Regions from separate parts of the Mus musculus genome. Here all the other regions are linked to region 1. A link is a contact called in public Hi-C and HiChIP or PLAC-seq data. All regions are on one chromosome and are shown on one strand. The core of a region is the stretch at or near the end of the contact, and the rest is flanking DNA. Distances in the headings are between cores, read along the strand shown. Region 1 overlaps Ttc1 (tetratricopeptide repeat domain 1). Region 2 has its middle 22 kb from the start of Rnf145. Region 3 has its middle 19 kb from the start of Il12b.

Evidence for each region. A called contact is a pair of places that touch in the nucleus more often than the background predicts. HiChIP or PLAC-seq counts read pairs in DNA pulled down with a chosen protein or histone mark.
Region 2: a Hi-C map of bone marrow-derived macrophages shows a contact between it and region 1, with 15 read pairs. The contact joins two enhancer-like sites. A contact is called at or near these places in 1 of 484 Hi-C or Micro-C datasets (bone marrow-derived macrophages) and 1 of 115 datasets of contacts at active chromatin or transcription factors (bone marrow-derived dendritic cells).
Region 3: a contact with region 1 is called in an H3K27ac HiChIP or PLAC-seq map of acute myeloid leukemia, with 6 times the contacts expected there. The contact joins two enhancer-like sites. A contact is called at or near these places in 1 of 15 datasets of contacts at CTCF or cohesin (the NIH/3T3 cell line) and 2 of 115 datasets of contacts at active chromatin or transcription factors (the NIH/3T3 cell line and acute myeloid leukemia).

Annotation. Positions count from the first base shown.
Region 1 is chr11:43,726,558-43,730,947 of GRCm38.p6, reverse strand. It overlaps Ttc1 (tetratricopeptide repeat domain 1), which reads left to right. Exons shown (of 8, transcript NM_133795.2): 8 at 341-942. The coding sequence ends at 474. Among named protein-coding and RNA genes, the nearest start is that of Ttc1, 19 kb to the left of the region's middle. Within about 2 kb of position 1,852, at least 58 of the 459 cell types and tissues checked have an H3K27ac peak or open chromatin away from gene starts, as enhancers often do. A contact at or near this core is called in acute myeloid leukemia and bone marrow-derived macrophages, where this site is marked.
Region 2 is chr11:44,494,475-44,498,864 of GRCm38.p6, reverse strand. No RefSeq gene overlaps it. Among named protein-coding and RNA genes, the nearest start is that of Rnf145, 22 kb to the left of the region's middle. Within about 2 kb of position 2,459, at least 110 of the 459 cell types and tissues checked have an H3K27ac peak or open chromatin away from gene starts, as enhancers often do. A contact at or near this core is called in bone marrow-derived macrophages, where this site is marked.
Region 3 is chr11:44,378,450-44,382,839 of GRCm38.p6, reverse strand. No RefSeq gene overlaps it. Among named protein-coding and RNA genes, the nearest start is that of Il12b, 19 kb to the left of the region's middle. Within about 2 kb of position 1,974, at least 10 of the 459 cell types and tissues checked have an H3K27ac peak or open chromatin away from gene starts, as enhancers often do. A contact at or near this core is called in acute myeloid leukemia, where this site is marked.

The sequences.
Region 1 (4,390 bases), core at 603-3,102:
GTGAACTCAGCAGCTGTTGTTTGCCTTAGAACAGGTGAGTTAAGGAACCACTGTCCTCACATCCAGGAAGGCCAGGCTCAGCCAGATGCCTTCATCCAGCACTTGGGATGGACATCCCTGTCCTTTGTAATTCTAGCCAGCTTGACAGGAGATTTTGACTCCATGGAGGGATCCTGAAGGACTGTGAGCTCCAGTGTCACTCAGGCAGTGGAGTGACAGCGAGCCTGAGAGGAAAGAGGCTGAGAATCCTCCCAGAAAGTGTCAGGTCCTGACAACAGAGTTAACTGACTGGTGTCTCCTGCTTGTTCCTGCATTCATCTGAGTTGTTTTTATGTTGCAGGTAAACTAAAAGATCTTGGCAACTTGGTTCTGCGACCTTTTGGGCTCTCCACAGAAAATTTCCAGATCAAGCAGGATTCTTCTACTGGCTCCTACTCCATCAATTTTGTTCAAAATCCGAATAATAATAGATAACAGAAATAACAGTCTTAAAGGCTGACTGGGAGGCCATGAACTGTTCACAAGGAGCACGGCTCTGCAGGCGTTGAATATTTAAAAGCATCTATCTAAGAAAGGCTGTGTAGTAGAACCAGAGGCGCCTTCTTGCTCTTGTTTTATGATCAGGGTGGAATGTGCCTCCTGATGTATGAGCCTCATTAATTTCCATTTTAAGGTGGTGTCTGTGCAGCCGTGTCCCTGGTTCTGGCTGTTTTCTGTCTGGTGGAGAAGCCTGCTTGTCAAAGCTGACCTCTTAGAGCCGCACAGATGTGCTAGCCACCAAAAACCTCCTGTAACCATGCAAGCCTGTAGTTGAGTGATGACCATACATATGGACAGGGTCCCCTCCTGCTGTCCCTCCCTGCTCACACTTGCTCAGATGCTGCAGTGCAGGGGCTTCAGCATTCTTGAGTTCCTCCGTGTTAATAAAAACATCCTGTGACAGTTGGGGACTATGTTGTTAATTTTGTCCCCTTAACAGCAGCTGAAGCAGATTCTATATGACATTTGGAACCAGTTCTGGTTTCCATCGAGGTCACTGATTCTGAAGCCCACAAAGCTAAAGTTTTTGCTGCTTGACTCTCCCTTGAATAACCGATCAGTGTGCCAGAATTGAAGACTCCTGCTTCACAGGGCAGCTGAGTCAGTCTCCAGTTTTGTGAAATTAGCGGTTCTGACCAAGCATCAGTGCTAATCTCAGCTTAAAATGCCATCATTCAGAATGGTTTGTCTCCAAACAGCCTGTCTGTGTAGGCTGCATGAAGGCACAAGTTTCCAGGAGAGGTTTTTGTTTACCTAGGTATCTGTTGATGCTAGTTTTCAGTCAGTGTCAGTGACATGTGTGCCTTATTTTGCAGATGAGCTGCCATGTTATTTTGTGAGCTGTGTGTGACAACTGTTCTAGAACTTATGTGCGTCAATATCGAGTAGCTTTTGGCCAAAGTTTCTGTACAACTTGTGTGATTTTTTTTTCTATACATATGCTTTTCAGGGAAACTAGATGCCAGATTTAACATGTAATCAGCAAATCTGAGTGTTGTAGCTAATACCTGTAAACCCCAGCACTTAGGAGGCCACAAGCTCCAAACTGATTAACTCTCAGCCTGGAAGACAGGCTTGGCCAATCAGTCACCGCTGCACACCTTCCCCTCCCTAAGTCCCTACAACATAGACCCTCAAGTTCTATGTGTAAGTGTATGCTTGTGTGAGTTTATATTACACCATGTGCACACAGAGACCAGAAACTGGAGTCACAGTTGGGAGCCACCATGTGGTTGCTAGTAACCAAACTTGGATCCTCTGCAAGGGCAATATGCACTTTTAATTGATGAGTCATCTCTAGCCCTTTCTGAAAGATTTCTGGCCCAAAGAACAGGAAATGATATTCTAGTTACATTTCCTGATAGGCATTGCTGCAGGGTATAGAGCTATTGCTTTTGTGTATGCGTTTGTACATCCAAGAATTTGGAGGCCAGAAGTTGCCGTCAGCTATCTTCCTCAATCACTACATAGTTCTTACTGATTTACAACCCAGTAGACCATGTCTCCGAGAGATTTACCTGCCTGCGCCTCATGCACACTAGGTACTTAACGAACCATCTCCCGAGTGTTGGAGGTTTCGAAACCCTCTCCCTTCCTCCAGCCCACAAACTGTTAGAGAATGTGAAGGGAAGCCAGCATTGCATGGGCCTGCAGAAAGGAAAGGGGGAGCCATGTGGCTGCTCAGACATCCATAAGCCAGCCCCCAGATCTAAGATTTTCAAAATGTTTAGCAATAGCAAAATCGTAAAATGGAACAGGTATGTAGAGAGCTGTGTCATGGTGCTCTACTACTTATTTCTGATTTGAAAAATCCTCTGATTTCTTCCCTTAACCCTGAGTTTACTTCTTTGGGAATGCTGGGGATTGAGAGCTACAGCCTAGACCCCAGAGTTTCAATAAGGCAGGTAGGTAGGTAGGTAGGTGGGTGGGTGGGTGGGTGGGTGCACACCTGTGTGGGGTTTTTTTTTTTATTATTTCTATTTTATCTTTTTTTTTTTTTTTGAGGCAGGGTCAGTTATAACCAGGCTGGCCTCCTAATCCTGCCTCCACCTCCCAAAGTACATTACAGGCATGTAATGTACAGCTCACCCAATGACATGTATTTTAGTTCCAGCAATATTGCAGAAGGTAAAAACAATTTTCAGCCTCCTTTTAGAATTGTTTTGAAAAAAACCAACACAGTGGCACACGCCTGTAGTAACCAAACTCTTGAGAAGGGACGACAGAGACCGTTGTTAACTAGTCTCAAGAAATAAAACTCTGAGGAGAGACATTCTCTACAGTAAGCTAAGAATGGGGCTACTGCTCAGTGATAAGAGTATATGCCTCAAACTGTTAGAGAATGTGAAGGGAAGCCAGCATCGCGTGGACCAGCACTGCATAGACCAGAAAGGAAACGGGGAGACATGTGTGAGCCATCGATTTGACTCCTAGCACTGGAGCAGGCAGGGTGTGATCTGTCATTTCCTGCACTATGGTTCCTAGATTGTTAGCACCGGGAGATTCCACAAGAGATACTAACAATGTGAACCCAAAGGCCTTCAGAGTCTGTGTCCATTAAGTGCCTATTTGGGTTTGTTTTTAAGATTTTATGAGTACTCTGTAGCTGTCTTTAGACACACCAGATGAGGGCATCAGATTCCATTACAGATGGTTGTGATACATCATGTGGTTGCTGGGATTGAACTCAGAACCTCTGGGAAAGCAGTTAGTGCTCTTAAACACGGAGCCATCTCTCCAGCCCCTGGTTTTGTTTTTAAGATTTATTTTTATTTGTTTAATATATATGAGTACTTTATCTGCATGTACAGATTAAAGCCGCCTGCCTCTGCCTGCCTCCACCTTCCAAAAGCTAAGATTTATAAAAGTGCCACTAAAAACCTAGAAAGTAGTCCTGGTATCAGTCTAGAGGGCTTGTATATTTTTTTTTCACACTCCACAGATATTAATGGGAGGCAGTGAAAGGACAGTGGATTGATTTTTTCCTATGTATGGCCAGGAAAGGACTTGGCTGTGAGTTCAAGGCCAACCTGCTCTACATAATGAACTCCTGGCCAATCACAGCTCCATACCTTATTAATGAATGGATGGATGGCTTGACTGCCACACCAATGCATTGCTGGGCCAAGTGTAATTCTGGCAAATGTGAAGGGCTCCACTAGGATTGCTCAGCAATGAGAATCCAGCAGTTATATGCATGAACTCATAGATTCTGTTACGAGGTTACTTGAAGCTACTCTGCTTTGTCTTAGTCACATAGAACATCCTCAGTTGTTTCACATCTTGGTTATCTATAAGTTTCTTGAGACTTTCAGAAGTTCCTATCCTGCAATTTCAGTGTCTCCATCCCTCTGGCTGTATTTCCTGTATCTGCATCCACACCATATGGTGACTTTCACCTGGGTGGTTTTCCATTGGTGGAGTGTCTCCAGAGGCTTGGCCATACGTAGGGCTATTATACAGTAAATTCATACCCTTGTGATTCTGTATCCCATTCATTATAGATTACTTTACTTACATTGTAGATTACACCACTCTTACATTCACCTTCCACTCTTAGAATCCTGCCTGCCTATATTCTGTGCTAGGTATTTAACTCAGGCCTTGGACATATTACGCAAGGCCCTACCACTGAGTTATATTCCTAAGGCCCTTGTGTCTTGGGCAGCTTAGACTTCAATAGCCCAGGCTATCAATGTGTGATCTTCCAGTTGCAGCCTCAGTTGACAGACCTGAACCACCAGGCAGGGTTCAGATGTTTCCTCTTTCTGCATGTGCCTATTTTCACAGCACTGCTGCCAGTTAGGCTGATGGTGCTAGTATTGTTAGCCAGTACTTGTACTTCATCCGG
Region 2 (4,390 bases), core at 1,210-3,709, 770 kb before region 1:
CATCCTATCTGTCTTGTGACTGCTGTTTGTGCTCTTTATGACATGCCGCAGCCCAAAGACCCCCACGTTAGCCTTTCCAGCCTCCAGAGTTGTGAGATAGATAGGCCCTTATGGCTCTGGGTTATTATCAAACAGTCGTAGGAACAGACTACACAACTCAGTAAGCTCATGTAGCACACAGCATGTACCAACCAGTTTCATTCTTTAAAAAAAAACAGGTTTTTTTGCTCATGTTCAGCCCCGGATACTAGTAAGAAACCTATTATGCCATAGCCCCTAACAGTTCAAAAGAGGATCAGAAACTGAGCCGAATGAAATTTCTATTATCATTAAAATAGATTCTGAAACTGTGAGGAAGAACACAGCTTCACAGACAAGTAGATGGATCCCTGATGCGTTGTGCAGGGAGAGCCACAGAAAGTCAGACCTGACATGATTTAATTGTAGGGTTTTTGTTTTGTTTTTGTTTTTGTTTTTGTAAGACAAAACCAAATTATAAACAGTTTGGAACCATGACACATGTGGTGGGAGGCAGAGAAAACAAGGGCCAAACTTAACACCAAGGTAGAGATAATGGCTACCTCTTGGTAACAACAGGCATGTGATTACAAACCATAATGAGTCTTTGAAGGAAAGAGCCGGGGCTTCCCTGGAGGTCATAATTAAGGACTCGTCTCAAGGTATCCTGAGCAAAGGGCACTTTGTCTGATGTGTGAAGCACGAGAGACTGGGTTAGACCATGCTTTCTGGACGTTAGAGTCTAAGTGCTGTGGGTTAATGGTATGTCCTGTCATAGTGAGGTGTCTGGCTATCTCCAAACACCAAAGACTAGAAGTTAAAGTTCCTGCCTTTCCTTAAAGGAAAGAAAGAAAAATGTATTATATTAATGTTTTTATAAACCCCACTCAGATATAATCAGAAGGTTTCGGTGTGTGTGTGTGTGTGAGTGTGTGTGTGAGTGTGTGTGTGTGTGTGAGTGTGTGTGTGTGAATGTGTGAGTGTGTGTGTGAGTGTGTGTGTGTGAGTGTGAGTGTGTGTGTGTGTGTGTGTGTGTGTGTGTGTGTGTTTGAGGTTCCAGCATTCACATGCGTGTACACCAAGTAAGTCATTGAAAGATGTCGGATGCCCTGATCTACCATGCTTTATCACCTTCTTCTGAGGCAGGCATTGCCACAGAGCCTGGAGCTGGCCACTTTTCAGGTAGGCTGGTTCCCGGTGCTGCTCCAGACCTGAGAGTCCACAGTCAGCTTTTTCCTTGGGTGTTTGTTGGGCATCTGAACTCGGCTCCTCATATCTGCACAGCAAGCACTGTTAACCAATGATCACCTCCACGCCCCCAATTTCAATCTTTTACAAAGGCAGCCTGGGATCAAGTAGTCTTAAGTTTGTTTGTTTTTTTTAAGGTGGTTATTAGCAATAATATGAAAATATCCTATTCTTTACCAGGGGGTTAAATGACAGATTTTTAAAATTGAAAAATTTTTGATAATTTCATACATGTATTCTTATTTACCACATTTCACCACTTCCTCTTGCCTCTCCAACTCCTTCCATGCCATCTTCACTCCCTCTCAAGTTCATACCCCCTGCCCCGGTTGTTACTGCTCCTTGACTATACATAAACACACATATACCCCACGGAGCCCATTTAGTCTTGCTTGTATGCATATGTGTTAAGGGCTGAACACTTGGGCTTGGATAACTTATTAAAGGGCTTGACCCATAGAGAAAGCTAAACTCCCCCCCCCCCTCAGAAGCCATTGTTTGCCCATAGTTGACACGGCAGATTTTTAAGAGCAATCTGAGCATTCAGAAGCAATTGAGCTGAGAATAAAAGAAAAGGAGTGAGCTGGTTGTTAGAAAATGCAGGGGAAGTCCAAGTGCAAGAAGATCCGACTAAAGTAGCCCTAAGGTCAACACATGAGGCAATGGCACAGCCTTAATAAGAGGTGGTTTGTCTTCACCCGAGTCCGAGTCAGCAGTTACAAGAAGTTAAAGGGAAGGAAAAGAACAAACACAAGAGGTTAAAACTTCTAGGGAATTTTAAGATTAGGCTGCTGTTCTTGGCTTACAGATCTGCAAGCAGGATCTCACTTGGCAGAGAGGGAAGATTGCCCAGAAGACTAATCAAATGGGAGTTTTATTGAAGTGAAATTCAGAAAGCATGAGCCAATCATTTTCTTTTAAAAAAGTATTTGAACCAGTGCCTTTAAGTATGTTCACAGTGTTAGACAACCATTGCTACTCTGATGTCAGACCCTTGCTGTCAACTTGAAAGAATCGTATGCTCAGAGGGCCCAGGTTAGTGACAGCCCTGTAACTTTTCCCTCTAAACTCTTTCAGACTAATAAAGGCATCACGCTTTCTAAGCCAAGAAAGGACAGCCTGGTTTCCTGTTAGCCCAGTTCTGCTCTCTCAGGGGGGAGGGCCCTCTCCCCAGGGCCTTTCTTCTTTGTTTCTCAAGCACTGGAGGGCTTTGGAGGCATGCCTGTGAGCAATGAGACATAACTGAACTGGGACCTCACAGGTGTTGGTGTCTTTCAGAGAGCCTGCTGGGACTTCCTGGTGCAGTCTTTGAAACTGAAAGAGGAGTTGGTTCCAGCTTTTCCGTGAATAATGCTGACTTCTAGAAGGAACTGGGAGTGGACTCCAGTCAAGGCAATTCTCTCAAGCAGTACATGTAGATTACTGAGAGCCCAGGTGCCAATCTGGTCTTGGGAAAAGCTCTGGAGTTTGGGGACCAGGAAGGTGGCACTAAGGAACAAGCCTTTGGCTGAGGCTCTGCGCAGAGGCCCAGGACAGGCTTTGGGAAAGGAGCAGCCTTCCTAACTCAACTCTGGGAGACTGGCTTTCCTGAGACTACACCATCACTATCACCACCTCCACCACCTCCACCACCACCACCCACCACCACCACCACCACCACCACCACCCACCACCACCACCACCACCACCACCACCACCACCACCACCACCACCACCCACCACCACCACCACCACCACCACCACCACCACCACCACCCACCACCACCACCACCACCACCACCACCACCAACCACCACCACCACCACCACCACCACCACCACCACCCACCACCACCACCACCACCACCAACCACCACCACCACCCACCACCACCACCACCACCACCCACCACCACCACCACCACCACCACCACCAACCACCACCACCACCCACCACCACCACCAACAACAACAACCACCACCACCCACCACCACCACCAACAACCACCACCACCACCACCACCACTAGCACCACCACCACCACTAGCACCACCACCACCAACAACAACTACCACCACCACCACCCCTTGACCAGCACCACCACAACCACCACCAGCATCAGCATCACCACCAACAGCAACACTAGCACCACCAACAGCAGCAGCACCATACCACCATTTTCAGAAATTGTAGAGTGGCCATCGACGGGGTTTATTTGCAGCTGGAGACATGGGAAGAAGGGTAACTTCTTCCCTAATGTATACATCACTATATACAAGTGGTTCTATCTTTTGAAGTGTAAACACTATTCTTTTGGTCTTGGGAGTGTTGGTTGAGCCTTAAAAACGTCAGGTTTTGCCAGATTCTTAAGCAGACTTTTAACATTGGCTGCTGGGGAAGAAAAACAACAACAAAAACTCCACGCACTGTAAATTGATGCCCCATTCTTGTCTCACCCAATGAGGAGTACTTGTCTCTAGGCACCTGTCTACCTTAAACACAACTGGGCTCACACAGGATGTTGTGGTAGGAACCTACTTTCTGTGCATATTATCAGAAAAGAACCCATAGTAAAAACTGCCCATTTGCTCACATATGCTATAGGTTAAACACAGGTTGAAGTTCAAAAGGAAGATTAAGGGTTAAAATTGCAGAATCAGAAGCACTGTGGAAAATGGGTAAGAAGCTGTTAGCTGGCATGAGGTAGCCACACCAGACAGATAGCAGGAGGAACTGTGCTCTGGGCCAATGATAGTAGACTGTCATCTCCGCCCCTGGGAGTCCGAGAGAAACATATGCGCTATTGGCCTTTCACATGCCCTTGCTTCTAAGGCAGCTCATTGCAACAGACTTAATTGTATGGAAGGAAGGCTCCTACAAAGCTTCCACATAGAAGCCCACCCCAGATGACACTCTAGGCAAAAAGCTGAAGAAACCAACAAAGCCATCAGCTATATCTTGGTGGTTGTGACAGATACCTGTCATAGTAAAGATACAAGTTGTCCCTGGAAGCCTTAGACCACACAGAACTTAGTGTAATTAACAGCACTTGATCTACACACTAATGAATGCCAAATGATTGTTGTATTAGTCAGGACTCTCTAGAGTCACAGAATGGATGAAATGTCTCTCTATATTGAGGGAATT
Region 3 (4,390 bases), core at 725-3,224, 650 kb before region 1:
TTCACTTGCTGCCAGGTTCTTCTGCTGATATCTTCATATCCAAGTCCGTGTGAGCAGGCACCCTGTTCAGCTGGTGACAGCCAGGACAGAGGAAAAAACAAACAAACAAACAAACAATATCTTCATGACTAGGAGTCCCCACTCAAAACTCCTCAGCTTTCCGTCTCGACTCCCTGTTTCCCCTCACGACAGCCTGTGGCTTGGTGCTCATGTATCCAAAGGAAAGAAAAGATAGAAAGGGAGTAGCACAAAGTCCCCTGCAAGGCATGTGCCTTTCTGTTCCTGCTCTTCTTTCCTTTGTATTCACTGCTGATACTTCACTTATGAGCCCAAAGGGCAAAGCTGACCTAACCTCTCTCCGAGGCCAGACACTCCTGGGTAAGCAAAAACAGAGGGGCTTCTGGAGAGGAAATGAAAGAAGACAGATGTGGTTTTCTCTTAAGACTTTCAACTGTGAGCTGTGGGGGAGACTCATTTTGAAATAGAAAGCAGGGCTTGATTGTGTGATGTCAATACAAGCGTTTGGAATCCCTCCGTAAGAGAGGAGGGAGATGAATAGGGGTTCTCCACCTACCCTGCTGGAATCCTTGGCTGAGAAGCTGGCATCATGGGTGAAAAGCACAAGAAAAAGGAACCAGATCCCCTGGGGCTTCTGGTCTAGTGTTTTCCAAAGGGCAAGGGCCACATGATGTTAGAGCACATGGGGGCACCTCAGTGTGGGACTCTCCTTAAGGCCTCTGGATCCTATGCTGGCCTGGAACTCATGAATTTCAGACTGGCCCTGATACATGGTGATCCTCCTGCTTCAAACTTCCCATGTGCTAGGATTATAGGTGTAAGCCCCTGTAACTAATTTAAGAGTAACTTCATGGTAGTAAAATAAATCATTTTCCAAGGTTGACTACGCACTGAATAGAATAATACCCCGAGGCTCTCTGATAATAAAGGCTAACATTTATAAAAGCCAATGCTCATATGTTGTAGCCTTGAAATTATTATCTCATTTAATCTTTGCATAGCCTCAGGATGTCAATGCTATTATAATTATTAGAGTCATAACACCAAGTTTGTCCTACATGGGGCTTGCCTGGATGATTGCGTCCACTGACTTACAGACCAGATGTCAGACTTGTCTCCCGGATCCCCAGCTTGCCAACTGCATATGTTGGGACTTGTCATTTTCCATAATCACATGAGTCTTATAATACATCTATTTCTGTACATATATGTAGATACATGTAGAGGGAATGAGGTCTTTGTGGTCACAGAGACACCCTAGGGAAAACATGAATGTTAAGCACGTGGGCTTGTCTCTTCAATGGAAGGGATGTATATACCCGTTTCCCACCCAAAAGCTGGGGGTGGATGGCTTTATTAGCCTGGTGATCTGTGTTATCCTTAGGACCAAGCCTCACCCTCATCCTGGAGACCATGACATTGACTCCAGACTCTCTCTAGACTTTTATCCTTAGCTTTGTTTCTCAGTCAATAGAACCCAACCTTACAGGAGATGTCACAAGTGGTACTCTATAGCTGGGAACCTCTATGCTATCTTCATGAGCAAGGAAGGCTACCCCAGATCGTAAGCCCTTAAGCTACAGAGCCCACCTTCGTGGTAGAGGCCATGTGCACTTTGCAAAAGAGTTTTAATGCAGTCACTTCTTGGGCTTTATTGTGCACAAGGGGTTGAAATCATTCTTATGAGGAAACTTTTTCCCAAGACTGTAATGTACTTAAACATGTCTAAAATAAACTCTTGGAAAAAAAAAGAGTTTGAACCAACACTAGCTAACCAGGTAGTGGTGAACCAAACTTCCTTTTTGCCTCAATTGGCTCACTCCTCTGCTGGCTGTGGAGCTTGCAGGGATCCCCCCATAAAAACTTCTTGGAAGGGGTGACGCAAGATGTCCTGTTTAGGACCGAGCACTAAACAGCCGCTTATTCTCAACTCTCTGACCAGCTCTGAGCTTATGTAGTAATCAGTTCTCACTGCAAGAGGAAGCCTCTCTGAGCCAAGCCCAGGGCAGCACTAATCTCTGGGCATAACCAGAACTATTAAGATAGTTGCACAGACATAGCATATCAATTTAACATAACAAGAGCACTAGCTTCCACATCAGGGCCTATGACCTCTACAGCTGTGATTTTTTAACCAGGTTTGCAACACCAGGCATGAATCCCCTCCAGTGGATTGGGCCTCAAGCCCAATCAGACAGTGATCAGTTGCCCTACAAACAGTTACAGCTATGCTAGTGGCCAGCTGACACACACATTCTAACATGCAGGGCTTGCAGTCATGTTATGTCTCCCCACAACCCCCAGCTTCCTAGCATCTCCCAGAACTATAAAAGCTAGCTAGTAGGGGAAGAAGTTTCCAGCCTGGCTCCAGTTTGATTTCCTAATGTCCCATAACCAAACAAGGTTGATGTCTTCAGTAATATGGTTTTATTGTCTGGTTCTGGTGGGCAATAACAACAACAACAACAACTACAACTACTACAACAACAAAACCCCCAATAACAATAAACTGTATTATTTTGGGGACATGGGGGACTTCAAATGGCCATACACTCACAAGGAATATCTCATGTCTGACTTTGGAGTTTTAACTTAAAGACTTGATTCTGGGAGCCACATTAGCCACATGTTCAGGACACCTCCATTGAAACATTCTTTTCTTGTAAATTATACGTGCAGTTAGCTTATGTGGCAAGGAGTTTCTGTATGGCCGTTCCATATCTCTTAGTTTCAGTTAACTCTCCCATTTTCTAGTACACTCAGCCCATTCCTGTTTAAACTGGTCCATCCCCAGCTGGTTTGGTTCTACCACTGCATTTTCAGGTCTTGAGCATTTTACTCTTTAAGACACCCCCCCCCACAGTTCATTTCTGGCTTCCTAGCCTCTACAAAAATCACCCCAACTTAAACATACAGAAACGGAAACATTCTAAGTGAGGACTCCCATATTGAGAAGATGCAGTGCTTGTGTTTCCTGACCTGGGAACACCCCACTGAGTCTATTTTCCAGTTTCAACCATTCTCCTGAAAATTTTGTAATTCTGTTTTTCTTTATGTGTATGCAGTATATTCTAATTATACATTCATAAGTTGATGGATACCTAGGGTGGTTCTACTTCCTAGCTACACTGTAAAGAAGAACGGTGCGATGGATTCTCAGGCAGCCCTATCATGGGAGATCATCTCCTTACATGGCTAGGAGTGGTATAGCTGGGTATAAGGTAGTTCAACCTTTAGCTTTTAGAGAAATTCTATTTCCACTCTGGTTTAAACCCCCGCTAATACGGAATAAAGGCTTCCCTTCCCCACCCTACATCCCCACTAGCATTTGCTGTCATTTATTCTTTTGTTAATAACCATTCTGACTAGAGCAAGATGGAATCTTTAAAAAAATTTTTTCAATTTCATTTGTATCCCTCAGATCCATCTAAGGATGAACACTTAACTATTTATAAGTTGTTTGTATTTCTTCTTTTAAGGATTGTCTATTCAGTTCCACTGGGCATTTTCTTTCTTTTTAAAAAGTAAGTGTGTGTGTGTGTGTGTGTGTGTGTGTATGTTTGTGTGCATGTGTGCACCTGCCCCACACATGCACATGAGGACTTGTGGAAGCCAGAGTCAAGATCAGAACTTGGTCTTGGGGGTCTTTTTCTATCACTCTCCACTTTAGTTTTGGTGTCAGGGTCTCCATTGGAATTGGGAACTTGTTGATTGGCCAGATCATCTGGTCACTGTACCCTAGGGACTTTCCTGTCTCTATCTGGCAGCGCTGGGATTGTAGGTGTGTGCATCAACACGCGACTTCCTATATTGGATGCTGGGCATCTCTCCTCAGGTCCTTGTGCTTTGATGTCGGGCATGTTAGCCACCTGTACCCCAGTTTTAAATTAGGTTATTTATTTATTTGATGTTTGATTTCTTGAGTTTTCTGTGTACTCTAGGTGGGTTCAGAATGATGCAAGGGTCAGAGAGACAAAGCTGACCGTGCTGCTGTTTCTGCTTTCATGAGTCATTCAGGTCTCCCTACACACGCGACTCTGGCTAGTCAGTCTTCATCCAAAGAATGCTTGGGGTTTGTTTGTTTGTTTGTTTTTCTTCTTTCGAGACAGGGTATCACATAGCCCAAGATAGCCTTGGACTTCCTATGTAGCTGAAGATGATCTTGAAGTTCTGATCTTTCTTTCTCCACTTCCAAAGTGCTGGGGTTTCAAGTGTGAACCACCATGCTCAGTTTACATGATGTGGGTTAGTGATCTAACTCAGGCCTTTTCTCAGCTGAGGCAAGCTATGTTTCCAGACCCATCTGAGTGATTTCTGGACCCTCGAGTTTGACTCTTGTCACATGTTACTCTACCCTCAAATCATCTGGGAC